2 separate regions of the Mus musculus genome follow, and region 2 is linked to region 1. Evidence: chromatin contacts called from public Hi-C data. All regions are on one chromosome and are shown on one strand. Each heading gives the region's core, a stretch centred on a gene start, on an enhancer-like site or on the middle of the called end of the contact. The rest is flanking DNA. Distances are from core to core; before and after follow the strand shown.

The links. Hi-C and Micro-C count contacts between places; a contact is called where the count stands out from the background.
Region 2: a contact with region 1 is called in a Hi-C map of tail fibroblasts, with 1.9 times the contacts expected there. The contact joins two enhancer-like sites. A contact is called at or near these places in 7 of 484 Hi-C or Micro-C datasets (adipose-derived mesenchymal stem cells, brown adipocytes, macrophages and 4 more) and 2 of 115 datasets of contacts at active chromatin or transcription factors (effector CD8 T cells and fibro-adipogenic progenitors).

What each region holds. Positions count from the first base shown.
Region 1 is chr1:184,448,386-184,455,080 of GRCm38.p6, forward strand. No RefSeq gene overlaps it. Among named protein-coding and RNA genes, the nearest start is that of Gm34229, 20 kb to the left of the region's middle. Within about 2 kb of position 3,461, at least 20 of the 459 cell types and tissues checked have an H3K27ac peak or open chromatin away from gene starts, as enhancers often do. A contact at or near this core is called in tail fibroblasts, where this site is marked.
Region 2 is chr1:184,529,666-184,536,360 of GRCm38.p6, forward strand. It overlaps 1700112H15Rik (RIKEN cDNA 1700112H15 gene), which reads right to left. Exons shown (of 6, transcript NR_040472.1): 3 at 2,039-2,149; 4 at 420-500. Among named protein-coding and RNA genes, the nearest start is that of 1700112H15Rik, 25 kb to the right of the region's middle. Within about 2 kb of position 3,221, at least 24 of the 459 cell types and tissues checked have an H3K27ac peak or open chromatin away from gene starts, as enhancers often do. A contact at or near this core is called in tail fibroblasts, where this site is marked.

The DNA.
Region 1 (6,695 bases), core at 2,211-4,710:
ATGAGTATTTCTGATGTCCTGAAGGTGAAGACACTGAGGCTTAAAGCCGTGTGCAGATTGCTCAAGGTTACAGAGCTAAAACTGAAACCCAGACTAAGGAAAGAGTTCAAAGTTTCTCATCGTTGACCCAGGTACCAAGCTTTATTTGAAATTTTGGTTTCTTTGATTTCGTTACTTAATTTTTAATAGCATGTAGTTCAGGCTGGCCTTGAACCTGTGATCCTCCTCCTTCAGTCCCTGAGAGGCGGGATTGCATGTGTACGCCACCACAGGCAGTTCATCGTTAAAATTATTTTACCTGACAAAGCAGATACAAGTATTTTTTTTTTTAGCTTTTCTTTTTTGTTAATTTCTGACATGGAAAACTTGAGGTAAACAACCATCAGCTGAAGTTGAACACTTCTACATCAACAACCAGTAATGGACAGAATGGTATTCCACCAGCCTGGCTAACAATGGTGACATCATTGAATGGTTTTGTGAACTTTGATGTTGGACACTCTTTCTTTCAATGGTGTAACATCATACCAACTAGACACTCCGTATCACCCTGACTCTCTGTGGCTGTTTGAGCAACATGAGACTCTGTGAGGAGCCCAAGGCTTGCTCTCGGGCATCTGGGTTCGATGCCAATCCTAAGCACTGTTCTGTGTGAAAGGATTCATCGTTGGCCAAGGATTAATTGGATCTGGTGATGGTGAAGCAGGCAGATGCAGGGGAAGCCATTAGCCTGGCTTAGCGCCATAGGAAGTGCTGGGTCCCAGTGATGACTGGGACACTGTATCAAAACTTGGAAAACAAGGAGAGAACTCAAACAAATGTCCAGATGTTTTGGTTGTGGGTGCCAAAGGTCCAGATGTCTGACAAACTCTCCGAGAGTTAATTGCGTTTGTCGGTGCTCGCAGGCAGACTTGGTACATCATGATCACAGGCTATGGCTGAGGGTGAGCGGAGGTTAATGTCCTTCCCGGTCCTGCACAGGGCTCCTTTGTCATTAAGGAAAGCTGCAAAGGGATACAGACTTCCGTGCCTGCCGAAAACATTACTGAGAGGCAAAAGGCAACTGGGTTTTCCACAGGCTCTTAAACATCTTAAATCTAAAATAAGTAATTGTTTTTGTTTTTGTTTTTTTCTTTTTTATCTCCTAGGCTGTTTTTTTCATCTTTAAAAGATATCATGAGAGATCTAAATAGGGCCCAGTTCTCTCTCAATCTGTTCATCCCAAGCAGGCTGGTATTAAAACGTTGAATCCAAAGTTCAACTATCTTCTTCTGTCAAATACTATGGAACTATTTCATTGTCATATAGGCTTAAAGTAAGAGAAAAATAATGATTTTCCTATAATCTAACTTACATGGGTCCTGTCGTTAACCAGTCAAAGAAAAGCAGGTAGGAAGACAGCTTTGAAATTAAGATTTCAAAATACTGTAGAATAGTGTTTCCTATAATAATTATTGAACATTCCATTCCTATGAGCCCTGGTTTTCTTTTTCCTTTTTTCTTCCTTTGTCCTTCCTTCCTTCCTTCCTTCCTTCCTTCCTTCCTTCCTTCCTTCTTTCCTTCCTTCCTTCCTTTTTTCCTTCCTTCCTCTCTTTCTCTCTTTCTTTTCTTTTTTCCTTTTTTCTCCTTTCCTTTCTTCCTTTCATATTAAAAATAGCGTGTGTGTGTGTGTGTGTGTGTGTATATACGCACACCCGAGTGTATGTGCATGCATCACGTGCTCAGAGTGCCCACAAGGGTCAGAAGAGGCATCTGTCCCCTGGACCTAGAGTTACAGACTCCAGCTCCTCCATGGGAACTGAACCTGGTCCTCTGTGAAAATTATAAACACTAATCTTAACCACTGAGCCATCTCTCCCACCTTCCCTTCCACTCTCCCTTCCTTTCTTCCTTCTTTCCTTCCTAACATGGTCTCATGTTTCCAAGCCTGACCTCACCTCCCTCCACAGCAGAGAATGAATAGCCTGGAACCTCTGATCCTCTCTTCTCTACCTTGCAAGTGACAGGATCCTAAGCACGTACCACTGTGACCACTTTGTATGATCCTGGGGACTGAACTCAGAGCGTCCTTCATGCTAGGCAAGCTACCGGTGAGCTACAACCCAATCACAACACGTCCTCCTCCTTCTGTTCCGCATCTCTAAGAAGGGCTACACCAGACACACATGGAGGCAGGATACTTGACCCGAACCCAAAGCCAAGCAACTAGTAAGAGTATTTTTAACTGAGTATACAGTGTTTAAAGGAACCCCAGCAGCTCAAAGAAGTTGGAGATGTATTTGCCTCAGTTTGTAGAGATTGCACAACTTGACCTGATCCGCTCAGGTCACATGGAAGGAGAGAAAGGTAGTTAGTGGGTGCAGAATGCTCTGTGTGCTCCTGTGCATTCTATATGACTAGTCGAGTTCAAGGATGGTCTATCATCTTAAGAAAGCCCTTTAACAGTGAGAGGCTTCAGTTTCCAAACAAACAAACCAAAAGTTTAAAAGATAATTGTTATGGGGTTCCTCCAAACCCCTTTCTACAGCAGTCATGATCTGTATCTATTTGACCTAGTTCAGAGATATAGATGAAGCAGACAATGGTCAACACAGTACCCGGGGTCCACCTTGAAGGGCAAAGGATGAAGTATTAGAAGAACACATAAAGTCCGTGCTTCTCAAACCGAGGCGCCTTCTGAGGTCCCTGGGATCCTGAGAGAAAGTCCGAAAGAAGCAGTTGCTCAGTGCATCCAGTTTGCAAATGTCCCTGAAAAGCCTACTCTTGGATGGTGGCATAAGTATTTTTTGTGGGACGGAACTTAAAGCTATCATACATCTGAAGGAATAAAACAGGAGACAGTGAAGATAACATTGAGCGTGAGGCTTCCTTCTACACAACGATCCCTTGCAGAGGGAATTCCATGCTGAAATACCTGAGGACATTTCATTGCTGGAAAGCTGTGTGGGGTCTGCAGCACACCCCTCATGGTCTCTCTGAACACAGCATGGCAAGGATAGGGATCTAGCAATGACCAGAGGAGGGTAGAGGGGCCACCAAAGCTGTCTCCCAGCTTCTTGGACAAGATGCTTGGGATCGTTGGATTATTTAAGGTGTTTGGGAGCTTTTTTTTTTTTTTGAACACATGCTGCCCTGGAAATCACTACTCAGCCAGGGCTTAGCCTTGAGCTCACAGCAACTTTCCACCTCGGCTTCGCAAGTACCAGGATTACAAGCACCAACCATCAGAGCTGATTTTTTAAATCCCCCATTCCCTGAGATTCCTGGCTGAGACTTGGTTTATCATCTGAGAAAATGTTTGTCATTCCTAGGACTCACTCGCAATTAGAATTTTACAAAGCCCCAGGGGGTGGTCCCACATAGCTAGTGTTCTAGCAATACTGTGAGTTCTTGCTGTGGAGTACTATACTCCTTCTGAGAGGCTGGGCCAGCTTATTCCCAGAGTACATGCTCCTTTGCCCCTCCTAAAACCTCAGGCCTGCTTCCCTGACTCACAGGAAGGAGGGTGTGTGTGACAGAGTACTACTGAATGCTGTCAGAGGGGAAAGTGTACCAATGTGTTCTCACCAGAAATCTCCCAGTAAGAGCTGAAGGGGTAAGGTAGTCATTAAGACAGCTTGCTATCGCTGTTCTGTCAGATGACTGTAGTTTGGATGCTAGCACCCAGATCCCAAGGCTCACAGATGCCTGTAGTTTCAGCTCCAGGGAATGTGAGGCCCAGTTCTGGATTCCATGGGTGCACACACACACAAAGCATACATGTGCCCGCGCGCGCGCGCGCGCGCGCGCACGCACACACACACACACACACACACAAATAGGATAAATCTTTTGTTAAATAAAGAAAACAACAAAACAGTCTCCTAATAGGAAGATGAGCAGATGTGGGAGGAACTGAACCAAGGGCCTGTGAAACCTCAGGTCATGTGACCTAATACAGGCTGCCCACCATGGCTCCTGTATTAGCTTGGACCGACCAGTCTGTACAGAGTCCACAGCTCCTGGTGTGTTTTCCACAGTTCATTCCTTCTTTCTTCCTCACTCAGCCGAGAACACTTTACATGAGCTCCGCTCATATGGTGGTAAATCTTGACTTGAACTGACACAACACACACGGATTTTCCTCCTACAGTCTAGGGAGAAAACACCTTGATTCCACATCTTTAAAAATGTGCCCACACTTGGGCACAGTCTGCTACATCTGACTACACTGTGGATTGTAACACGCCATGCCCATACCATGTGACCACTCCCAGATCCCCAAATTCTGAAGTTCAGAATTTGTCCGGCCCAGAGGTTTTAAAACAAGGCTCTGTGAGTCTTTTGCGGCCCAGGCCCAACCCAGAACAATACAAATAGACTAATCCTATATCCTCGGAATTTTCAAATCTTGAGATTTTTTTGTCCAGCCTATGTAACAACTGATTCTTGCCTTCCTCTTGCCCTGCGTGGGATTAAATGCGGAGCCTTTCATCCGCAGGAACGGACCACGTCAGTATACCATAGCCCTCACACACATTTAATATGAATTCACCAGTGCTGATTTAATACATATTAATGACATTTCCCCATGACTTTAAAAAAAACGTTTTGTTATTTATTTATTTGTGTGTAGGCGCCAGCACTTACATTAGAGGGTCATTTAGAGGCTAAAAATGGACATCAAATCCTCTGCAGCTGATGTTATAGTAGATTGTGAACGGCCTGATGTTGGTGGTGAGAACTCTGGTCCTCTAAGAGAACATCAAGTCCTACTAACCACGGAGCCATCTCTTCGGCCCCTTCCTTGCTTTTCAAAACTACAAAATCAACAAACCCCTGAGTAACACTCACAGTCCAGGCTGTTCTCCAAGAGTCACTTCGTAGCCAAGGCTGACCTTGAACCGCTGATCCTCTTGCTTCTGTCGCCCAAGGACGGAGCTTACAGGCACGTGCTATCATGTCCGGTTTCATTTAGTACCATAGATGAAACACAGGACTTCACAGATGCAACTGAGCTATACCCCCCAGACCCACATATCAACTCTTATGGTCTAGCCTGCCAGGCTGTCACTATGACATCATAGAAAGCAGGGTAAAGGAGAAAGACCACTGATGACTATAAATATTCTCACCATGGAGAAAGACCACTGATGACTATAAATATTTTCACCGGGTGCTGGTTACAGGCATAACAACTCTGCCATTTATATAACAGCAAAATGTGGTAAAATGGTTAAGGAACAATGGGGTCAAGTGTTCCTTAGTTTGCTCTCAAATAATCTGACTGTAAAGTTTTATGATTTCTTAGTGATGGCTGTGTTTAAAGACTAGCTCATAGAACTGCTCAAAAATTAGTAGTAGGCTATCTTGAGCTGTTCACAGTCAAACATGCTTCCGCCTCCAGCCCTGGGACACAGCCAGATCTGCCTCAGTGAATCTAGAAGCCATTTGACTCAAGGCCCTTGTTACAACCTGATTCTTCAGCTGCTCAGTATTCTCCACTGGCACCACAAGGCTTCCCCCTACCACCCCTACCCCCCTCCCGCCGCGTTTCTTTCTTTGTTCACTATTCATTCCTTCTCAGAGTCCTTGACTTTCCAGCACTTGAGAGCTCATTATATAAAACAAAACCGGGCTGAAGTCAAGAGAAGCTTCCCAACATTGTCCTTTGCTGGGATGCCTGGCCTGAAACCAGCCCAGTTCCCTGCTTACATATTCATTGGCTATTTGAAAATACATAAGCACACTGAACAATAAACTGCTTAAATTTGCCCTTGCCGGAAGAGCTATTAAAGGGGACTCCTTAAAATATATTGGGCCAAAGATTTTTCCTGCAGTAACTTTAAAAGAGCTTACATCCTCAGCTTGGCCTTTCTGCCACCCACTCTGAGCCATAAGATGTCACCAGGGTTGGCTTACTTCCTAATTCAGGGCCCCCAACACACTCACCCTTGGCTTTCTCACCTCATAAATGTGTCATTTCCAGAGCCACCTTCCCTTCAAAAAAAAAAAAAAAAAAAAAAAAAAAGAACTGCCTACCCTGAAGAGATGGAAGTACCTTAGAAACACTGATCCCAAGCCAAGAGCAAGAAGTTAATTTATTCAACCAACTTCTATTAAAAGGTTGCAGCCTGTGGGGTCATGAGATAGACCTGGGAACAGTAAGGGAAACCTCAAATCTTCAAAGAGTTGCAGCTTACAATCCAAGGGACTTGCACTCAAGCTGAAAACCATCTAATGCCCAGGCTCCTTTCCAAGCTAATTAAATTAGAAACCCCCAGGGTGGGATCTGGGCTGTAGAATGCTCTAACACTTCCCCGGGCGGTTCTAATGGGGAGCCAGAGCTGAGAAGAACTGGAAGCTAATGGGTAATGGTACCCTTCTGCATGAGCAAAGTCAGCCACTCCGTTCGTTCTGGATCTTGAGTGTGCAAAGAAGCCTGGGGACATAAGTCAGAGATGTCACAAACCTGGGGGCTTGCTAGAAATGCAGACTCTAGGCTCCTACATAAGACCCACTGAATTGAAGTGTGTGTGTGTGTGTGTGTGTGTGTGTGTGTGTGTGTGTGTGTGTACAGATGAGCACATGTGTATTTGCATGCATGGAGAGCTGAAGACGAATTTCTCAGGACACTTTCCACATTATTTTTTGAGACAAGGTCTCTCAGTTGCCTAGAACTCACATCATGCGGTAGGCTAGCTGGCTGGTCAGCC
Region 2 (6,695 bases), core at 1,971-4,470, 81 kb after region 1:
AGAATGTGTGTGAATATATGCAACTAGATAATTTGGCAATGTGCACATAAAAGAAAGCACTACAATTCATTGTACTGAGGATGCACAAACATGACATGTTGGTTACATTTTAATATTGTTAAATTAATTTGTACTTGGTGGACTCTACGGGATGTGAAGAGACTGTTGTTTTAAGGGACTCTTAACATCACCTGTAACCTTAGCCTTTGGTATTCAAGGGAAGTTAGACACAAGTCTAGCTTAACTGCATGTTTCACATCTCTGTAGCTTGAACTGATGTGAGAGCTGGTTGGGATTCCATGGGACACTGGAGAACGAAGGCAGAGGTATACCTTCCAGCTTCTTGCATGTTTCAACCCAAACACTCTGTATTGGTTATTCTGTCTCTGTGACCACAGTACCTGACAGAAGCAACTTACAGCAGAACAGCAGGCACACCTCAGCTCACAGTAGGCAGGCAGGCAGTAGCATGCAGCAGAGTCTGTTTGCAGCACAGAGGACTATAAGAAATAAATATAAATAATATTAAATAAAATTAATAAATAAATATAATATAATATTAATATAAATATTAAATAATTTATAAATAAATGTGATGAAGCCTGAATGTCATGGCCTCATCCTCTGACACTGTAAGCAAACCCCAATTATATGCTTTCTTTATAAGTTGCCTTGGTCATGATGTCTCTTCATAGCCATAGAACAGTGACCATGACAACATGCAGATTCAGGCTCACCACTGAGGGATCTGCTACCTTCTCTCAGCTCAGCCAGCTTTTATCCAATCAGTGTATTTTTCTGTCCTTCCAGAAAACTCTCCATTCCAAGAATCCTGTTCCCACTCAAAGGAAGGAATGAGATTTCTCAGGGTGCTCAGACAGAGATGATAGAAGTCTGCAAGGGTGGGTCTCCACTATCCCACAGGGTAGTAAGTCCAAGAAGAGCTACTACTGTGTCCCTTATAAGTATGCAACTGATTCTCTAGGTTAGGGCCTGTTTCTGAGAGCTTGCCTGATCTTATGTTTGCCTTTGAAATGCATCTCTCACAAATGACTCATAAAAGAGAACTAAAAAGATTGGGAATGCAAAAAAAGCACTGAGTCACTTGGATGGTTTGACTCTGATCAACCTCCCAGTTAGTCCCTAAAGACAGAAGCAAAGGAGGAAGGGGGCAGGAGGGAGGGACCAGGGGAGGGGAGGGGCTGGAGGGAGGGGGAGCAGGCAGGAGAAAGGAGGGTGGAGGATGCAGACAGGAGGCAGGCACTTCCTTTCTCCATCCCTTACCAGGATGCTGCATGGAAGGTCTGAATCAAACACTGAATGTATGGAGTCGTCAGGACGAATCTAGAATGAAGTCTCCACACTGCCCTGCTTGAGAACTCAGCTCTAGGGAGCACTGCTCAGTTGCTGCTCACTTGCCCTTTCTGGACCGAACCCAGCTCTTCCCAACCCTGGGGATGCTCTTGCTGCCAGTACTCTAGAGGAAAACTGATCTCTTGCCTGACTGAAGATGGCTTTAATGTCACTCCTGCAACCAGAGCTGACATTTTTAGAGAACTCTCTGGTAAGATCCAGTTCATTCACACAAGGATATGAGTTTCTACTATCCAGAAATAAATTAAAACTGAAGTCAAATGTGTTGATTACTCCCTTCCTCCTCCTTTCCTGTGTGTGTGTGTGTGTGTGTGTGTGTGTGTGTGTGTGTGTGTGTGTGTGAGAGAGAGAGAGAGAGAGAGAGAGAGAGAGAGAGAGAGAGAGAGAATGTTTGTGTACTTGTGCAGAAGGGACAGCAGGAGATGTCAAGGGTCTTTCTCTATCACCTCCCACCTTCCCACCTTATCCCCTTGAGACAGATCTGTCTCACTGAACATAGGACTAACATAGGACTAAGCCAGTGAGTCAATGTATTCTCCTTGTCTGCATCCCCGTCCTTGGTGTTGGAGTTACAGGAGCAAATGGGACCACACTCAGCTTCTAATGTGGATCCAGGGAACTTGAACTCAGGCCCCACTGTTGTGCAGCAAGCACTCTTACTGACCCAGGTGTCTCCACAGCACACCAGCTTGCTTGGGTACTGTCGGAACTCCATGTTATGTTGTGCCTGGCTTCCTCATTCCTCTTGGTCCTCCCATTGAAAGCTTCAACCGCTCTAAGGAAAACAGCAGCCAGCTTAACTCATCTTCTCATCTTGCATAATCTCTGTCATTTAATGTCCCATGGAACAGTATCAAGCACAGAACAAACTGTGGAAGATGCTTACAGAGGCCACAAAATCCATGTTATAACTCACGCCATTCCTGGCCTACAAACTCACTTGCTTGGAAGGAAACAGCTTTTTAGAACACAGAAAACTGGCTCTTTACTCTTCAAATTTATTTTGTTTTTTATTGACTTAAACTTGGAAGCCAGAAGAGGAGGAGGAGGAGGAGGGAGGAGGAAGAGGAGAAGAAGAAGAAGAAGAAGAAGAAGAAGAAGAAGAAGAAGAAGAAGAAGAAGAAGAAGAAGAAGAAGAAAAAGGAGGAGGATGGAGAGGAGGAGGAGAGGAAGAGGAGGAGGGGAGGCTGAGAAGCAGAGGCAGAACGTTTGGTGATGAGCATCTAAGCTGCACAGACTTTAGAGACCGTCTGGAGTGCCAGGATCAATGGAGGAATATGGCCGAAAGAAGAAAAATGAAAACACATTTAAAAACGAAAATATGTCTTGCAAGCAATCTCCTTACTGAGCCGAGGCCACAGCTTTATGACTTTCTCAGTAAGGACAGAAGTGTATTTTTTAATTCTCATTCCTTTGGGGCATTAGAGCCAAACCATAAAGCAGCAGGCTGTCAATCAGTCATAAAAAGCTTAACAGATGATGACACAGCTGACAGGAATATGATCTATAACCGCGTTTTTAAACCCTAAACTAATTCTTAATTCTCCAAACTCCCTATAACAAAAGGAGCCTTCTGGAAGTCAGGGAAGAGTTAACATCCCAGAAAGGCAAGGGACTACTCTGTGTTGGTTTCCAGATCCCAAACCCATCCAGGCTGAATATAACACAAAAAATCTGTGTCTGCGAAGCTCTTGTCCACCAGTTAATCAAAGCCCTGGAAACTCAAGGAAACCTGTGTTTATGGAAATCTGGCGTTTCTGTAAAGTTTTCAATGAGGGCTAAATAGAGCAGTTCATCTCATTTTGAAACTAATGGTTCCTGCCAAGTGGTTTTCCAATGCTCGGTTCTGGCTCGGTCAGCATTTAGGAATTCATTTATGAGTTGGGCTCTGGAATTCATATTTATGTCTGCAACTCACTCGTTTTCTCCTGATAGGTCTCTGAGAAGAGATTGTAATCAATTTACCAAGCCCAGACTTCAGGAAATTTTCGTATCCACAAAAGAAGCTCTGGTTTGGAGGTTTGTCCAGTGTCTGCACCCAGCCTTCCTCCCGTACGCATGCGCTTATTTGTGCCTTTTTCCCCAGCACATACTTCTCTCTATACAGCTTTACTGGGCACACTGGCATTAGCTTCCCTTGGTTCACTGGCCAGTGGTTTATAAAATGGCAGAGTATATATGTCTGGTTTGTCACCTTGGAAGGCTTCATGTTGTCTCTGGGAGGAAGTAGCAATTATTCATACATTTTGTATTTAAAGATTTACCTTCTCAATATTGTTTCAGGAAATTAGAATTTAGAGGTGTGTGTGTCTGTGTCTGTGTGTGTGTCTGTGTGTGTCTGTGTATATGTGTCTGTGTGTGTTATGTGTCTGTGTATGTCTGTGTGTGCCTGTGTGTCCTTGTGTGTGCCTGTATGTGTGTCTGTATGTGTGTGTCTGTGTGTGGTGTGTGTAGTGTGCCCATACCTATTTTCTTTTCAGTGTTATAATCCCACACTTTAGTATTTTGAAAACCAAACAGAAAGCTTTGAGCAGCTTTTCAATGTAACCATAAATTTACTTTTAAAAAAAAATCCCTTTGAAGAAGTCATCAAATAAATTAGCCAAGTTGGAAAAGCGCCTGTAGTTTGTGTTGGCTTTGGGTCTTAGGGAGCCCCCTTAATAAACAACATCCAGTGGACTCAGGCAGTAACAATGTAATTTCAATGATTAATCAAGTGTTAAAACTAGTTTAACCTCTCCTGTTTTACAAACTCTCCATCACCCTGACTAAACTAATAGAGGAATAAGACACCCATCTGGAAATCTCATCTGAAATATTAGATTGGGAATCTAAAATTCAGCCAAATAGTGTGGCTTGTAGGGATATCCTGTCGGATAATAAATTGCATTAATCTTACTTAAATTTTCCATCTAAATCATGTCCTGAAGCCGTATTACTATGAGGGAAAAAAAATGCCTTGCTTTAATGCATTGTGCTACTGAAAACGATATTAAAAGGAGGGGGGAGGGGAGAGCTTTCCTTTCTTGTTTTGACTCTGCTTGATTTTCCACCATAAAAAAGAAAAAAAAAAATAGCCCACATGAAATTTCAGGATTCTTCTAAACCAGCGGAGGCCCCCTTGAGCCACCATCAGCTCTGCCCGGACACCAACAGGAAATAATGGTAATCTCTTTCAGGAACTTTGAGGAACTTTTCCCCTAATTTATATGTTTCTTCCCTGTTGGTGAACTCTGAGTCATAGTGGCTCATAGCAATTTGGTCTTTGTTGTTGTTTCCTTTGTGTGTGTGAGTGTGTGTGTGCCCATGTGTCTGTGTGTTGTGGGAGTTGTGCTTTCTCACCTTCTCTTGACTTTCACACTTCCAGAACTGTAGCATACATCTTCCTAAAGATGTTCACTATGAATTTATTATTCCTTCTACTTTTAATAGAGAACAGTCATCTATGCCAACACATTTCGAGCACTTTCTTATAGCTACCAGAAGAAAAGGATCTCGCTGTGGCTTTCTCAGAGCTCTGAGGAAGAACTCGGCTGGCCCTGAAGCCCCTTGCGGTTCTGACCCACTGTCTGCCACTTACTGCCTGCTGTCAGTATGAAGAGCATTAGAAGGTGTTAGAATAATGTTGACTCAATGTGAAACCACAAGTCCTAGGAAATATTGACTCACCTCTGTTGCTTGGAAGGTGTCTGCTCTGTTAGAATTTACAGAGAGAGAAGGGTCCTGGGGCAAAGTCTACTACCATCATCCCCATGCCCTTGGAAATAGCTAAGAAGAGAGGGGTGTCACTCATCAGAAGATGAGTGTCCCATGGCCTCTTATGTCCATCCCTAGATTGATCCTCACAGCACCGTCTCTATGGTCACCTGTGGAGGAAGAAGTAGGAGTTACATAGTTTAACCCCTTGTCAGTGAGTACTGGTAAGGGGTAGTGTGACGACAAGAGCTGAGGTCTCCAGTCTACTGACAGCTCAAATGGCCAGTACGAGTATTAAGTAGATCTACTTCTAGGCTTCTGTAGATGTTCTAGGGGCCCCTTGAGTCCAGACTATCATACCCCCAAATGAGCTGTGAGCACTGTAAACTCAGCCACCAAAGCCACCGGGCTTGTGATTATTCTCTCCCTCCATCTCACAGTTCCTCCCTGTATTCAGAGCTCCTGAATCCTCAGAGGTTTACATGAGAAGCACATCTGGTATCCACCCCTCCTCTCGATTCTATTATGGTATCCTATCAAGTCCTCGGGGCCTCTCCTATGAAAAGACTCTTAACAGTTAGCAGCCATCGCCTTCACCTGACCCTTCCTCCTACTGGACGATCACTCTACAATCACAGTGTGTTGATTCCTCTGTTCCCACCTCCTCCAAAGCCCCCATCACCCACAGAAGCAATCCCTGCTGCAAACTTCCCAAACTTCCTTGCTGTATATGCAGACTTCCCTAAGGACTGAGTCTTATGGCTCCTTTTAGAGTCTACATGGCCTGCCACCCTGCACAAGGCTAGGTTGAACCCTGAGTTCTAGACTTCACCTGAAGTCCAGCATGTCTTCAAACATGTTGAAATGACCACTCTGCTTATCTCGGACTGGCCCAAGCATCTTCAATGCAGACCAGTTTCTACCCACCTTTGTCTACCAACATGTAACCAGTGTCCACTGACTCAGCCACTGATTCTGCTTCACACTTTCAGGTCTGATGTAAAACTCTTGGGTGAAGCTGAGACATTGCCAATCCCCCGTGAGGGGATTTTAGCTGGACTGCTTATTCTATGGTTTCATTTCCCTTGCCTTCCCACAACATGTTGTTCCTTCCTCCTTAACTTCTTATGTGAGCCTCACCAACTAAAGCGCACTGTTCAATCTTCTGAATACCCACTAATTCTTCCCTTTGCTAGTCTAGTGCTAATCTCCCACAATGCTTTTCACCTTAGCTCCGCCCCACCCCCAGTCCAGCCATTCCAGCCATTGCACAGCTCAACAATATTCTGCTTACTACATCTTTCAGGGTTTCTGACATTTGTTGGGTTGAATTAGACACTCACATACTTTAATGTCTGACTATATACTCTGTGAAGCAGGGACCGCCCCTTACCCCAGACACTCCTTGAAGTACAAGCTGACTCCATGAGTGGTTAAGGTAGGCTTTGGAAAATATTCTGTTGAATTCAGTCACTGGAAATGCCTTGGTCTGAAGGACAAAGCAGTGTCAGATATGAATGGTTTAAAACAGAAATATCATAGACCACCAACATGACAGAAGCCTTGCGCTCAGCTATCACATAGCCCTGCCAGCAGAGGCTTACTCAACGACCCACCGTCCATTA